Regions from separate parts of the Siniperca chuatsi genome. Here region 1 is linked to region 2. The links are chromatin contacts, called in public Hi-C maps. All regions are on one chromosome and are shown on one strand. The core of a region is the stretch at or near the end of the contact, and the rest is flanking DNA. Distances in the headings are between cores, read along the strand shown.

Region 1 (2,884 bases), core at 310-2,809, 37 kb before region 2:
TCTCCCTGTGGAGATTGTCATGGTAATTATAGTTTTAAAAGCAGCAGTCGTTGCAGTACCAAAATGAGTAAATATAAAAACTAAAGCACCCCATGACTGATAAGCCATTTTGTGAATCAGTCCTATAGAAGTGATTCATTTACACATCTTCAGGCAGTAAATATGTATTGCTTTCTGTCAGTGCTGGAAGAAGTACCAAGATCTTTTACCAAAGTAAAAGTAGCAATACCACAGTGCAGACATACTCTGTTCCAAGTTCTGCATTCAAAATTTTACTTAAGTATCAGCATCAAAATATACTTAAAGTACTAAAAGTAAAAGTACTCATTATGCAGAATGTCCCATTAAAGAATAATGCATGTTATATATTGGATTATAATTATTGATGCATTAATGTGTTCATTACTTTAATGTTGCAGCTGGTAAAGGTGGGGCAAATGTTTTACTATATATACTGCCAGGTAGCTTGTGAATTTCACCAAAGTATCAATAAAGTCTTATCTTTATCCATAATAATGCATCATCATTTATTTGTTGATTATATTTCGTATTATTAATCTGAATCTGCAAAGTAAATAGTAACTTAAGGTATCAAATAAATGTAGTTATTAAAAACACATTCCTGCATTAAAAGGAAATTTAGCACTTAGTTTAGCATTTAGTCTGGAGCAGCCAGCTCCATGGCTTAATACTTTTAGTTGAGGTAAATTAATACTAATACTCTTTGCCGTAAACAGAGACATAGAAAACCATAACACTTTAACACATCTATTAAGTCAGTGTCATGGTCCAAATTCATTGTAACTTTATGTATTTTTCTAACATCATAGTAAATACTTCTATCAGTGTTTTGCTGAGTAGCTACAGAATGTAACTAAGAACATTTACAAGTACTGAACTTACATAGTTACTATAGTTACTAGTTACTTTACAAATCAAGATTTTTGTATAAAAACATTTGAAGAGCTTAAAATAAAAAAATATGATGTTTTGTTATAAATTAAACTACCCAACAGTTTAACAAGCACAGCTGAAACGATTAGTTGCTTAATCAATTTGTCAATTCATCAGAAAATTTATTAGCAACTGATAATTGTTTACGTCATTTCATGGTTCCAGCTTCTTAATTGTGAGGATTTACTGCTACTCTGAATTTTTACAAACCAAACAATCAATCAATAGATTAATTGAGAAAATAATCAGCAGATTAATCCATAATGAAAATAATCATTAGTTGCATGCCTTTACAAAATAGTTAAAAAATAACTCCAACTCAACCAACTACAACATGAGTAATAATAATCTGGTGATATGGTGATATCTGGTCGCCATTTTTCTGCATTGAGTACTTTTACTTTTAATACTTTAAGTATATTTTCCTGATTATACGTACATACTTCTGCTTAAGTAAAATGTTCAATGCAGGACTTTTACTTGTAATTTCAGTATTTTTAGTACATTAGTACTTGTACTAGGCATGGAAACTAACTGTGGACAAAACAGGAAAGGACACAAGGTGACGGGGAATGGGTGGGGATGACTTTCTGAGTGTTTTCCACTTACTTCATTCATCACACTAAACACTGTTTGGCAGACATGCAGAGAGCAGACTGCAGTAGTGGCTGACTAACTATTGGAAAATATGCTGACACAAAACAGCAGGACTGAAGAAAACATGGTCTCATTTTGTCAAATGTTTAATTGTAGGCAGTGAACGACCACAACAGGAACTAAATCACTGCTGCACACATCAGGATCAAGAAGTATGGAGGTAAGTATGGAGGTACAAACTGAATGATTATACAAAATTACAGCATCTTGCATTGACATGAAACCTGATCTGACTATTGTGAATTCGGCGCAGAATGTTTAATGAGTAATATTGCTGACTGAGTGGTATCAATGCATTATATATATGCATCACATGAGTGGTGTCCTTCCCACATTCAAATACTCAGGTGAATTTGAGACTCTAAATTGCCAGAAATTGTAAATGTGAGTGTTTGTCTGGTGACCTTATGACCTTATTGCCCAGTGCATGCTTGCTAGCCTTTCTGTGACTGAATAGTAATAGGTGGGTAAAGTGGATGTATTACCGGCTGGATAAGGAATTTAAAGTATGTCACCAACTATTGCCTGCACAATATATGTTAAAATTCATGTGATTCAAAGATAAGCATTGCAAATTGTATCATTTTGACATATTGGCAGGCATCATATGTAAAGAAAAGAGAAACACTTTGTTCTAATTTAATGTTTTAGGCCTTTAGCCAACATTCTTTGAGCACAACAAAAGATGGTTTGGTCCACAAATATTTGCTAGGCAGGAAGTTGGATCTCAGGATGTTTGAGTTTCCTCCTTTTCCGCTGCTTAAAACAATAGCCGCTAAATAGTGCGGCAACAATGTCTGGTTCAAGAACATAACAGATTTTTAATGTGGATGCATACTGAGGGATTATTTTGCTAAGTTAATTATGAGCCACTCTTCACTGGAGGATGATTATTCACAGGCAGCAAGAACATACATGTTATGTGTGTTATAATTATACACATGAATAGAACTGAAGGGAAAAAAGAAGAAATTTGCTTTAATATCCAGTAAAAAAAAATTAAAATAATGACTCAAATAAGGCCCACCAAGTTATTTTCTTACAATCCAAATACAACTTCCTGTTTCTGCAGGATTCCAGCCTGGTCAGATGTGACAGCCTGGATACTGGGTCAGGGTGTGATGGGGAGGTGATGACCCTGATCGACCATATGACCCTTGACCCTGAGGATTCTGACCCCACAGCAAATCTCGAGCCTTCACCAGCAGAACTGGCTCAGTGTGAGGCTGAAGTGGGCACGCTGCTCAGCATCATTGCTGAACTGAACAAGAAA
Region 2 (2,870 bases), core at 334-2,833:
AAAAACATCTATAACATCATATTTACTATCAAATACTTATACTGTGTGTGTTCTTCAATTACAGACTCTATAGCAACATGCTGTTATTGTTTATTTAAACTTGACAGTAGCAGAGCCAGCTATTATTACTTATTGATCAAATTCCTGTTTCCCAGATTGGCAGAAAAACCTCTGTTGATTAGCATTATCTCTTCTGGTCTCATCAAATGGAGAAAAACTATTGTCCCACAATGCAATGCACAAATCAAACAGAGGTACTACACACAGCTGAAAACATTTTTAACAAATAGCAGATGGTGGTGAAACAGTGACACAAAGATCTAGGACATATGAAACAAAATATAAATATTACATCTTTTATTCTGCTTTCTCTTTGTGAAGTTTAATTTAATCCAACATTACACTGTGATTGATTTTTGTATAATTTCCTGCAAGGATAAAATGAAAAAAGTTTATTATTTTTGTAAACTGCAGTATAGAGTATACAATGAGAATTACAAGCACATACTGTATACAATGAGGGTGTGGTATGGAATTGGGACACAGCAAACAGCTCTAGTAAAAGGTTTTCAAAGTAGTTTACCAAAAGAGGGCAGCAACAGCTTACGCTGAGCCAACTGTGATTGGATCAACAGTGTTCCCTGACAGAAAGTCTTCCTGCTCTCCCTGCTGGACGCTCGCTGCAGATGCACAGGGCTGCAGATATCTCCAAACCAGGAGGGTCAGCAAAACATGGAAGAAGTAAAAATATAAGATATGGGCTTAACACATTTTTAGATAATTAGAAATGTTTATTACTTACTGAATTCAATACTTTTTAGACATCATACCTTATGGAAGTTTACAGTTACAAAAAATGGTCTTATAATAGCATCAACGAAAATAAATTCATATAAAAATAAATGGCTTGCAAATGGTTTGTAAAACGACAACATGTTCTTCATAAAAAATAAAAATGCATGACAAATCAAAAGTGTGTCTAAACAATTTTATAACTTACACTAGATCGTAACACTTTGAACAATAAGTGGATTAATACAACAAATATTAACACACATGGAATCAGCAGATGATCATTTTCACTTTTGCTTATAGACAATGACAGAAACAGTGTTTTCCAGTTTGTTGAGGAGTGTGTATGATAAGAAATATAAAAATAGTCTGGATGTTTTTACTAACTGGCATAGCTTAAGCACATTTTGAGTGACCAAAGATTAAAAAACAAGCCACTATGGGTCTTTAGTATGTACAAATAACAGATAATATCATCACAAATGCTAAGATATCTGGTGAATCTAATAGACAGATACAAACTGTAAATTTGTTCTTGGTGCATAGTATGATAAGGATTCATTAAAAGTATATACAGTATAACAATGCAACACTTATCTACCCTTTTTGGTCTCACTGGATCTATGATAATCAGTATCAAAATCTTAGTTTTGACAAAAAGCCAGCACATAGGAAAAACATACACGGCCCCCGGCAGAAAACGGTTAACTGCACTGACGTTGAAGTTAGTTACAAACACTGATGCAGAAGATGAGAAACTAAAGCTCATTTGTGACAAAGATAACGCTATGCCAAGGGTTAAAAGAAACTGCGTATTTGCTCGCAAACAATCCCAGCAACCCGTCTCACCCATTACTACATTCTCTACAATACTGTTCCTCCTCTTATCTGTGGAGATAAATAAAGAAAAGTTGCCAATCTGGAGAGCAAACAGAGCCACAGAAACTGAGCACAGTGTTACCACAGGTGACTGAAGGTGAGGTGACTTTCAAACACACCCTCTGATCGTCACAAGTGGCTGACAACTGCAAGCAATGAGCTGGACCTTTCAGAAAAAAATGGCAGTGTGGAAGTGGCTACAGCTGAGGGTCCTGCTTCCATTTTCTTACAAAAAAAGTAGTTATTTATACATAACTGATCAGAGTGAATGAAGGAAAACACAAGATCATTATTATTAACATACAGTATGGTCCCTATGTGTGTGTGTGAGTGTGTATCCAGTGTGTGTTGGTTCTGTACAGGTAACTTTGGTCCACACGTCACAGAGTCTTTGTAGTATTTTGGAGTGTATCTTGGCCTCTGTCTGTGAGTGTTTGCTGTGTAGACCACAGAGCTGAGTGTCAGGACTCAGTGGATTCATGAGTGGTTCTTGTCGTAGTTCTTCACCATGCGTTTGATGTGGAACAGTTTGTGTCTCAGCCTGCGACACTGTTTCTTCTTAGACTGGTAGTCTGGTGTCTACAGAGCAGAGAGAGCACAGATGAGTCATCTAATACTACAAAACAGTGAAAATGTTCTTCTGCTTTTTAAAAAAAAGTAATAAAAGCTATGAGAGACTAGGAAAAAGGTTAGAGAGAACAGAAAGCAATTACAGAAATTTTATGTGCAAAAGAATACTACGAAAAATAAATTAGCTGGTTGTTAGAAACTACATCTGTAATACTTCCATAAATAACTGCAATATATCTTTTATAAAGTCGTTATGGAGTTTAGTTTATAAAATGTATCATCAGAGATTTCTCCTCACCTGCTTCAGATCCTTCAACTGATTATATTCCTCTGCTACAGCCTGTGGAAACATGAGGAAAAAACATTTGTTACGATCACGTGCCTGTCACTTACAAACTGAAGGTTGAAGGAATGTTGTTTTTTCCTGTTTGTGCATATGGGACCTTGATGATCACCAATGGAGTCTCTCTTAGATTATCTTCAAATCTTTGTGTGTCTATCTGAGTCTTTGCGATGTAAACTTGCATCTATTCGCCAGCATTAAGAATTGTGGCACGTAGCAGGAGATTGAGGACTGAGATATTCCAACGATATCCTAAAGCACTCAGTTGTGTGGTCAAAGAGGGAAC

Evidence for each region. A called contact is a pair of places that touch in the nucleus more often than the background predicts.
Region 1: a Hi-C map of an unstated tissue shows a contact between it and region 2, with 5 times the contacts expected there. The contact joins the promoter of ushbp1 here to the enhancer-like site in region 2. A contact is called at or near these places in 2 of 3 Hi-C or Micro-C datasets (skeletal muscle and an unstated tissue).

The regions. Positions count from the first base shown.
Region 1 is chrLG6:9,969,465-9,972,348 of ASM2008510v1, reverse strand. It overlaps ushbp1, which reads left to right and starts at 1,559. Exons shown (of 14, transcript XM_044200166.1): 1 at 1,559-1,771; 2 at 2,684-2,884. The coding sequence starts at 1,766.
Region 2 is chrLG6:9,932,089-9,934,958 of ASM2008510v1, reverse strand. si:ch73-61d6.3 (occludin) reads right to left here. Exons shown (of 9, transcript XM_044199086.1): 8 at 2,540-2,581; 9 at 771-2,250. The coding sequence ends at 2,149. Among protein-coding and RNA genes, the nearest start is that of LOC122877485, 14 kb to the left of the region's middle. Within about 2 kb of position 1,583, the one cell type or tissue checked has an H3K27ac peak away from gene starts, as active enhancers do.